Regions from separate parts of the Mus musculus genome. Here region 1 is linked to region 2. The links are chromatin contacts, called in public promoter capture Hi-C maps. All regions are on one chromosome and are shown on one strand. Each heading gives the region's core, a stretch centred on a gene start, on an enhancer-like site or on the middle of the called end of the contact. The rest is flanking DNA. Distances are from core to core; before and after follow the strand shown.

Region 1 (5,151 bases), core at 83-2,582, 320 kb before region 2:
TAATGGGGATCCAATGCACTCTTCTGGTATGTCTGAGGACAGCTACAATGTCTACTCATATAAATAAATAAATAAATAAATACATAAATACATAAATAAATAAACAAACAAACAAACAAATAAATCTTTTTTTAAAAAGATTACAGTTTTAAGCAGTTGGTCGAATACTGTCAACTTAAAACAGTTCAACTTCCTTGATTAATAAATAGCTGTTAAGGGCTCTGGTCACCCCAGTATCTCACCAACAACATTTGTGGTTTTAGGGTGCTCTGAGGCACTTAGCATCCATTTAGAATGGTCAAATAATCCTACAGTTAATTTTAGCTAAAAAAAAACAACAACAAAAAACAAACAAAAAAAAAAAAAAAAAACAATGTCTTCTTAAGTTGAGAGCGGACTTTCCTGGTTTGTTTGTTTGTTTGATGGTTGGTCTGGGTTTGTGGTTTTCTGAGGGCCTTTGTTGGTGTGGGTTGTGTGTTTTTGGAGATAGGTCTCTGGCCCTGGGTGGTCTAGAACTCACTATGTAGACCAGGTTGCCTCCCTCCCTCTCCTCCCTCCCTTTGCCTCCCAAGTGCTGGAATTTAAGGTGAGTCACCACCACACCAGGCTTTCTGCAGTATTTTGACTCTGTGTGTGTGTGTGTGTGTGTGTGTGTGTGTGTGTCTGTCTGTCTCTCTCTTTCTCTCTCTCTCTCTCTCTCTCTCTCTCTCTCTCTCTCTCTCTCTTCCTGGAGAACCCACTGCTAATAAGCTCTGGCTGACACTGGTGGGCACTCTCCAAAGCCCAAAGTCCAAAGGGACTCACGTTTGCAGACTGCTTTAACCATCCGAGAGGATCGCAGGGTGTGATGTGAGCTAGACCTTGGTGTCAGCCACTGTCCGTTGCTCTGACATTTCCTCCAGGCTGGGGACGGGTACCTGCCCAGGGGGCAGGAGTAGATGAGGAGGCTCCCAGGGGCCCAGCCATGGCTGAGGGTGAAATTACCACCGGTGATATTGACATTCTGGTTGCAGAAGAGAGCAGCCAGGCCTGCGGGTGTGGGAAAGAACCGGGAGAAAGGAAAAACCAGGCCAGATGAGAGAGAGGCAAGAAGAGGCTATCTGTCCCTTTGACTTGTGAACTGGACCTGGCAGCACCTGCTACACCTACAGGGCCCCAATAACCCCTTTCCCAGCCTCCTACCTGGGCCCAGCTGCAGCAGGTAGAAGAGAGCCAGCAGAGGGGCCATGGTCTCCAGGACAGTAGAACGGAGAGCTAGGGGAGAGGAAAAGTCATCTGACTTCCCCGAGATCGGAAAAGACAGCGCTCGCTCGCTCGCTCGCTAGAGGGGAGTGGCGGGGAGTGGCAAGGGGATGGTACCAGGGGAAAAAGAGAGAGAAACCCGCCAGGGATTCTGAACTCAGCTTTGGGGCAGGACCTTTGCCCCAACACACACACACACACACACACACTGAAGCAAGCATATTTGGCCTTGTGTGGCTTGCATTAAGCACACAAGCCCTGCAAAACGTTTTATTTATTTTGTTTCACGTCTTTTTTTGGAGTTTGCCACATGCATTGGGGTCCACTGGGTCTTCCCCAGAATAGCTTCTGAGGACTTGAAACTGATGTTCCTAGAACTTCTTGGCGTATAGGAAGATTCACATTCTTTCCTGGGTCCTTCCCTGAAAATAAGATAAAAAGAAAGCCAACAGTTATTTGGAAAGTTGGAAAGAATTCTTAGAGGAAAAAAAAAAATTATTGGAACAACCAGCAGATTAAATGTCCAAGCTGCAAAAGATAAGAGTAAAAAAATTGGGGGTTGGTATTCAGAAGAATAAACAGCATTTTGAAGTTTGAGATACACTTTTATTTATTGAAAAAAAAAAGAACTCTTTTCATACAATATATTTTGATCATGTTTTTTCCCTCTGAGACAGGATCTCACATAACCTAGATGGACTTAGAATTTCTAAGTAGCTGAAACTGGCCTTGAGTCCTTATCCTCCTGCTTCTGTCCCCCAAGTTTGAAGATTCTAAACACTGTTTATCACACTGGCCTCCCAGCTATGGGGATTTTGTTTGTTTGTTTGTTTGTTTGTTTGTTGCTTTAAAGACAAGGTCTTACTATGTAGCTCTGGCTGTCCTGGAATTTCTCTGTAGCCCAGGCTAGCCTCTGCCTCCCACATGCACAGGCCTGGCCCAGCCATGAAGAATTTAACCTGATATATCAGCCTCTTTGTGCCTCCCAAGCCTCTGGACGCAGTTACTTTCCTTGTTACTATAACAAGATCAGGGGGAGCACCCTCCTAGGCTCACTGCCACCCCAAGAAAACCTGTCAGATCAGCAACAAAAATACCATGGGTTTCTATTTCTGGGCTCTGTGTGTGTGTGTGTGTGTGTGTGTGTGTGTGTGTGTGTGTGTGCCTCACTAATCATGGGTGTAATTTCTCAGACCCCTTCCATCTTTTGTGTGAGATGGGGGTCTCTCACTGATTCAGAATTTTGCCAAGTGAACAGTCTAACTGACCAGCGAGCTTCAGGGACCTGCCTGTCTCTGCTCCCCAGCAATCACTGCGATTACAATACTGCACCCGGCCTTTTTAACGTGGGTTCTAGGGTATTCACACAGGAATCTCACTTGCACAACAAGCATTTTGTGAACCCAGTCATCTACCCAGTCCCCATCTCCTTGAGACTGAGTTTGAAACCAGTGCTAGCCTCAAACTTGCTGTGGAGCGGAGGCAGGGCTTGACTTCCTGATCCTCCTGCCTCCACCTTCCAACTTCTGCTTTACTGCCACCCTGAGGAAGCACTTTTCACACACACAGCTCTTGGAGCCTTGGAAAGGACAATGTCAGGCTTCTGGTTCCTCCAGGCCACCTTCCCCAGAGGCTTCCCTGTAAGCCCAGACACTAGGGTCCTCACAGACCCTCCTGACATTGGACCAGCTTCCCAAGACATAAACAAAAAGCTGAGAGTTTGGTTCTTGGGCCTCCCTAGAACTAGAAGGTCTGTCCTTGTCCTGCTGTGAGGAGACACATCCCTCTCCCTCTCAGGCAACGCCTAAACCTCTAGAGACCCCTAACACTATGTGTGCACATAACCATATGTGGGCGTATGTCTGCACATGCACAGCTCTCCCTCACTGCAGCAACTCTAACCCCCTCCCCCCCAGGATCTCCACATTCCCGAGGGCCATTGGGGCTCTCTTGACACATAGGGGGAAGGCTGCCGGTATGACATGGGTGAGAGGGTGGTGACCACGGGCAAGCAGAGAAAGGATACGTGTTACAACTGCCCACACCTGCTCTGTTCTGGATTTACCCAACAGCCCCCTCTTCCCTTTCAGTGACATACCTTCCTAAGTGTGGCACACAGATGTTTCGTCTTCTCCCCTGTTCCCAGAAACTGCTCTGGAGCTCCCTACCCTGTCAACTCCACCCCTACGGTAAACTGGAGTTTCCAGATGGGGGACAGACATTCATGCTTGCTTTCTTTTGGGACAGAAATGAGAGATTATACCCCAGCAGATCTTGCCCCACCCCTAGCCCCAGATCCAGTGTGGTGGAAGGAATTCAGTTTTTGGCTTACAATGGCCAGGTGTGGCTCAGACACGTTCAGGCTCAGCTCTGCACTTTAGTTAGCTAGTTCGTCACTGTCACACATGGGCCAGTGAGAAAAAAACCCAAGGCTAAAATATCACCCAAAGTGGGAGGATCAGCCTGCTATGGGGGTACACACCTATAATCCCAGCACTCAGGAAACCGAAGCAAAAGAATTGCAAGTTTGAGGTCAGCTTGAGCTACGTAACCCTCCAGCGCAGAAAGGGAGAAGACCTACGTATCATCCTATGGATACGAAAGGGCAATGCGCGGAGTTTGAGAAGAGCCACTCACGGAGGACCAGCATATGAGCACGGTACACTCAGACAGTGGACTACCACGCGGCTTCTCAATCCTAAGGTTCATCTATATAGAGTAGGACACCTCGAGACTGGAAAATACAGGCTATTGACGACATACACAGTATGTATGGGACGCCGTCTTCTGTGGAGAAAAAAAAAAGCAAACAAAAATGAAAACAAAACTGGCATGGGAGATATAACTGTACCTGCTCTCCCCTTCTCCCACCCCTTTGGTTTGTTGTGGTTTCTTCTGTGTGTGCTAGGCAAGGCCTTATCTCTACCCCCAGCCCCACAACTCTGCATACATACAGAATTTTTCAGAAAACTGACCAGGAGAGTCACCTTGGGGAGAGCTGGGGCCGAAAGATGGGCCCAAGACAGAGCGTTACAGAGCCCAAATCTGTATTTTTGCCTGTGATGCTTGTTTGCTGGAGACAAGGTCTCTCACAGCCCAAATCCTCTCTGTAGCCCTGCATGCTGGGATTATAGACATGTGCCACCACACCTGACATATATAACACTGGGACTTCCTGAATGCTAGGCCAGCACTCTACCCACTGAGCTTCACTCTCAATCTATGGAAACTTTTTGTTGATTTGTTTTTGTTTTTAAGATGAGATTTCACTTATGTAGGGCTAGCTGGCCTGGAATTTGCTGTGTAGACCAAGCTGGCCTCTAACTCACAGAGAGCTGTCTTCTGAATACTAGGATGAAAGGCATTAGCCACTGTGCCCAGCTGGTGTTTTGTCTTGGCTTTGAGATTTACTCTTATTGAGTGGGCCTAGTGGCACACACCTTTGATCCCAGCATCCAGGAGGCAGAAGCAGGTAGATCTCTGAGTTCAATGCCAGCCTGGTCTTCATAGTGCGGTGCAGGCCAGCCAGTCTTACATATGCATAGGGAAACCTTGTCTCAAAAGTAAATAAATAAATAAAATTGGGAATGAATAAATAACTTTGTAAAAAAAAAAAAAAAAACCCCAACTGAGCAAAGGATGAAGTTGTGGGATACACTGAAGCTGTGGGATACGCTGAAGCTGTGGGATACACTGAATCATCCTGAAGTTATATCTGCAGGGACCATAAGCTGTTTCCTGACTTCAGTTACCATGAGTCAGTTCCTTGGAGCCAAATCATATTCTAAATTTCTAAAATTCCAACTGCTGAGATCAAAAAGCTTGGAGTGGTGGCTCATGGCTGTAACTCTAGCACTGAGTCGGGAGGATCAGGAGCGCAAGGTCATCCTTCAGTTCTGAACAAATTCC
Region 2 (5,285 bases), core at 1,615-4,114:
AGCAGGTATTGGAATTCCCAGAGTGGGAAATTCCCATGCCCCAGGGCAAAGGTAATTAGGGTTAGGCTCCTGTTTCCGGGGGAGAGGTAGGGATGTTGGCTGCCTTTTGTTCCACGGGGGTCTTGGGGGTCTTAATGGCCCAGGGGTATAAAGACTGAGATCTGGACCCAGAGACTTTAGGCCTCCGCAAAGAGATGGATGCAGACTTCATCCCAAGACAGAAATCACATTTCTTTTCCAAGCGATCTTTATTTCTCTCAATGACCCGTAGGGCGATTACAGTCACGGCTCCCGTGGGGAGCAGAGGTTCAGTGATGTAGCGACAGCCTGGTCACCAAATCAGCGTTATTAAGACAATTGGGTTAGATAAATATTTTGTTTTAAACATAAGCAAAAGAGGAGGCAACAAGGTAGAGAGGCCAGGTGGGGACAGCTCAGCTCCGTTTTCACAGAAAACATGTCTGTCTGAAGACAGCTTCCCACACTGGGTCCTCCAGGACACCCCGGCCTTCCAAATAAATACATTCATAAGCAAATAAATAAATAATAAATAAATAATAAATAATAAGTGCAAATATAAATAGAGGGGGGCTGGCTCTGTGAGGAAGGCTGTGCATTGCACCTCAGGGAAGAATCTGGAAAGGTCTGAAGGTAGGAAGGCCTGAGATCTTATCCAGCCTCATTCTGAGACAGAGGCAACCTGACCACTCTCCCTTTGCAGAACTCAGGAATGGACATTCGAGGCTCCAGTGAATTCGGAAAGCCCATTTGAGTCCTTGATGGTGGTGCATGAGAGGCCCACAGTCCAGGTCACTGTCCCAGCATCTTGTGTTTCTGAGTAGTTGTTGAAAGCTCTGAGCACAGAGTTGGACCCTGAGCCATAATCCCCTTTCTAAGTTAGAAGGATACAGACTGGGGGCTCTGAGGAGTAGACAATAAAGGGGTCAGAGTAAAGGGGTCAGAGTGGGGGCTGGGTAGAGAATGGATGAACACCCATTCCCTTCACAGAGCAATGACTCCAAAGTAGACCTGCCCGGACTCCGCAAAGTCTAAGTACTTGGGCAGATTGACCTCAGCGCTGAGTTGGTCCCCCTTCTCCAGCTGGAAGACTCCTCCCAGGTATATGGGCTCATACCAGGGTTTGAGCTCAGCCCCCTCAGGGGTGTCCTTGGGGCAGGGGCTCTTGACGGCAGAGAGGAGGTTGACTTTCTCCTGGTATGAGATAGCAAATCGGCTGACGGTGTGGGTGAGGAGCACGTAGTCGGGGCAGCCTTGTCCCTTGAAGAGAACCTGGGAGTAGACAAGGTACAACCCATCGGCTGGCACCACTAGTTGGTTGTCTTTGAGATCCATGCCGTTGGCCAGGAGGGCGTTGGCGCGCTGGCTCAGCCACTCCAGCTGCTCCTCCACTTGGTGGTTTGCTGAGGGGGGGGGGGAGGATTGAGTCAGTGTCACCCTCTTAGTTCACACTCCACATCCTGAGCCTCAGCAGCTACCCACACTTCACTTCCGGTTCCTGCACCCTCTGTCTTTCCACATCCCATTGGCTATGAGGTCCCGGGTGGCCCCCTGATGCCTTGCTTTTGAGTCACTGCTCTGACTCTCACGTGCTGTCTCTAAGAGCTCTGTCTTTTCTCAGCCTGGCTCGACACCCCTCAACCCGCCCCCCAAAATCATGCCCCTTCATTCTCAAGGCACATGTAAAGAAATCTTACCTACGACGTGGGCTACAGGCTTGTCACTCGAATTTTGAGAAGATGATCCTGGAGGGGAAGAGACAAAGGCAAGGATGAGCCTTTTAGGCTTCCCAGCAAGCATCTATGCACTTAGACCCCTTTCCTCCCAAACCAAAGCTTTAAGTTCTCCCCCCACCCCATCTCATCCCATGCCTAACTGCCCTTCCTCCATCTTAAATTAAGAGAGAGGTGTGGGAACACTTACTGAGTGTGAGGGTCTGGGCCATAGAACTGATGAGAGGGAGGCCATTTGGGAACTTCTGTGTAGGAAAAGGAGGTTAGTTAAGACAGACTCACCCCAAAGGAGAAGCCTCCCGGCTGATTGCCCCGCTTACAGTTCCTCTTTGCCCCACCCCACCCCCCAGCTTTGTGTTTTTCTTCTTCATTCATTCATCTGTCCAACCCACGGCTTCTTTCTGCGGTGCCCTCTGTGCTTGATCTCCCGTTATCTCCCCTTCATCTTCCTCCTTATCTCTCATGCCTCTCTCATTTCTGTCTCTGAGTTTTATCTCTTGCTTATCCCCTCTTCCCCTGGCCACATCTTTCCAGATCTCTCCACGTGTGAACACACTTGTTCGTTCATTCATCTCTCTGTGCATCCGACGAAGGATGTTTAGTCAGCTGGACGCATGGGTCCGAGGTCCTGACTCTGTCCCCTCCACACTCTCCTCCACCTTGCCCTGCCCATTAGCCCACTTCTTTCCCTCACACTGTCCTTCTTGCCCTCCTAACCCGTTTTGCTTGTGAGCGAGAATAAGGGTTGCCCAGACACTCACCTCATCCCTTTGGGGACCGATCACCCCGAAGTTCAGTAGACAGAAGAGCGTGGTGGCCCCTGCCACAAGCAGGAATGAGAAGAGGCTGAGACATAGGCACCGCCTGGAGTTCTGGAAGCCCCCCATCTTTTGGGGGAGTGCCTCTTCTGCCAGTTCCACGTCGCGGATCATGCTTTCTGTGCTCATGGTGTCTTTTCTGGAGGGAGATGTGGCGCCTTGGGCCAGTGAGTGAAAGGGACAGAACCTGCCTGGTTGGCTGCTTGCTTTTCTGGGAGCTATTTCCAAGATGTTCTGGAGTTTCTGTTCTCCCTCCTGGCTAGTCCCTTGCTGTCCTCGCTGAGGGAGCTTCTGCTGGCTGGCTGTGCAGACGGCCGCCTTTATAGCCCTTGGGGAAGAGGGCGGGGAAAAGCTCTCATTCAACCCTCGGAAAACTTCCTTGGTGGAGAAAACCATGATCTCATGTGGAGGAAGCGGTAGTGGCCCTACACCTCTGTCTCGGTTTCTTCTCCATCGCGGGGGCAGAGGGTTTGGAAAGTTGGGGACACCCAGGCATCAAGGAATCTCCTCCCCGTCGTCCCCACCAGGATTCTGTGGCAATCTGGGGCCAATCAGGAGGGTGTGTGTGTGTGTGTGTGTGTGTGTGTGTGTGTGTGTGTGTTGTATAGGACCCTGAGAACTGAAACCCATTTCTTCTCTGTCCTCCAGAGCTAATCATTGTCTGTTTCTTTGTAGAAAGACCATGCCTGTGTCTATTTCCTTTTGATTTCTAAATGGGACATCCATGGGGGAGAACTTAGCATGGGGGGGTGCTTCTGAAAGCTGGGTGCATAAGGGGGGAGACATGATATTGAGGAGGGAAAGCCCCCTGTTTGAGTTCTTGGAGGAAGTGGCTGAAGGCAGAGCAGCTTGAGAGTTGGGAAGTGTGCATGGGCTTTGGGAGGGCTGGTGGGGGGGGTAATGGGATGAGTATGGGGCAGCCCCAGAGGGAATGAACTCAGCCCTGGGAATTCACGGACCTCACAAGCCTTCTCCTTTCACTCTGATCATGAGCTCAGGCTGCTGCTTTGGGTCCCTGCTCCCAAGTGAGTTTTCCACGGAGCCTCTGCCATATCTTGACTGCGGTACATCAACTCAGACATTTAGGTCCCACAGCCCTGCTTCCAGGATTTCTCCCAATCCGTATGACTCCCCGGTCTTCCAAGGATTCCCCTCCCCCACCCTCCCACTCCTAAACACTCTCCCACCCTCCAGTGGAGTCACTTCTCCCCAGAACCCTCATCTCTCTCCACCCTTGGATGGATCTCCCTAGCTCATCCTTTGGGTCTCCTCCGGCAGTTAAGCTGCCTCACTCCCGTGAATCCACCATGTCTCTGGGAGCTGCCTGCTCCTCATGTCTCTTTGCTCTGCCCGGATCCCATGGACCAACTGAGGCCTCTGTCCCCTGCTCCACTCCTTAAAGAGACCAGGAAGTTTCTCCCCCAACGCAAGACAGACACAAGCAGACAGAATCTCAGAGAAAAGAGGTTTATTGGGTTTCACAGATGGTGCAGGGGGTCCCTGTGGATGTCTAGCCAAGCAGTGGCTGGCTTTTAGAGCTTCGTGCTTTCTTCTAGAACCCCTTGGTCACCCACATCTAATTCTCTCGCCATCTCTCTCTTAGATGGGTCCTGTCTGAGGTGAGACACCTTTGTGTCTGGGACCTAGTTGTCATCTGACGGCTTTCTATTTTTCCCCTCTTTCTATTCTCTATAAATAAATAACTTAACTTTTCTCTCCATAAATAGTCAACCTTCCCCTGTTCCCAGCCACCTCTCCCATGTCTGTCCCTCCTTCATGTCCAGGTCTCTGTCCGACCTAGACCCACAAAAACCCTGCTCTGTGCAGGAACTTCTAGGTAGGCTTGAGTCGTCCCCTGAGCATCTGGAGTGGCCCTGGGGAAGATGTAGTCCCCTGAAGTGTCTCAGACTCCCGTGAGAGCTCCAGGTTATTTTAGTGGGGAAGGCTGGAGACTGTGGGGATGTGACCCTTGAAACAACGGTCAGGATGGAGGCCTGGAATCCAATTCTTGGGTTTCTTTAGAATCTACAGTGCAAAGGCTCCAAAGAATACACTGCTGGGGCTGAAGTGTAGATGGGAGATGCCGTCGGTGTGGGTGGACAGCTGGTCTCCCTTACTGAGCAGGAACACAGCCCCCTGGTACATTGAGCGCACCCACGGTCCTTGAAGTCCCGGATACACAGACTTCTGCGCACTGAGGAGAGGCACATGGAAGGGGTATTGGGAGGAAAAGAGCTGGACCTCGTGTGCCAGGTAGATGGGAGTGGGAATGGCCCTGGGGGAGCAGCTTTCTCCAGAGAAAACCACCTGGGAGTAGACAAAGTAGAGGCCACTGGTGGGGATCAGGAGGGAGTTGTTGCTCAAAGAGAAGCCATGTCGGAGAAAGGCACGATCCGTGCTTGCTCTCCAGAGCAGTGAGTTCTGCTTGCTGGGGTACCCTGGGAAGAGGCACAAGACATTGGGGGGCTATCAAGATCAGAGGTCCCCATCCCTGAGGGAGCAGGCACTGGACAAGTGGGATGGTTGGTAGGGAGATGGGAGTGGGGTGCCTGCCCTTAGGGGTAAGAAAAGTTGGTGTGGGGAGATGGGAAGATCGCCTGAGCCCCTGGGCAAGTAGGACAAAAGGCAGGGACTGGACCTCTCCTCTGGAGGCAGAAGTTTACCAACAAGGTGAGCAGCAGGTTTCAGGATGCCATGGGTCAAGTGCTTCTGAGGG

Evidence for each region. Capture Hi-C pulls out chosen DNA fragments and counts their contacts.
Region 1: a contact with region 2 is called in a promoter capture Hi-C map of adipose tissue. The contact joins the promoter of C2 here to the promoter of Tnf in region 2. A contact is called at or near these places in 4 of 39 promoter capture datasets (the C10 cell line, cranial neural crest, frontonasal cranial neural crest and 1 more) and 2 of 9 other capture datasets (adipose tissue and liver).

The regions. Positions count from the first base shown.
Region 1 is chr17:34,880,768-34,885,918 of GRCm38.p6, forward strand. It overlaps C2 (complement component 2 (within H-2S)), which reads right to left and starts at 1,333. Exons shown (of 18, transcript NM_013484.2): 1 at 1,183-1,333; 2 at 805-1,029. The coding sequence starts at 1,228.
Region 2 is chr17:35,199,143-35,204,427 of GRCm38.p6, forward strand. Tnf (tumor necrosis factor) reads right to left here and starts at 2,865. Exons shown (of 4, transcript NM_013693.3): 1 at 2,513-2,865; 2 at 1,942-1,996; 3 at 1,716-1,763; 4 at 225-1,421. The coding sequence starts at 2,698. The coding sequence ends at 1,003. Lta (lymphotoxin A) reads right to left here. Exons shown (of 4, transcript NM_010735.2): 3 at 5,233-5,285; 4 at 4,023-5,007. The coding sequence ends at 4,595.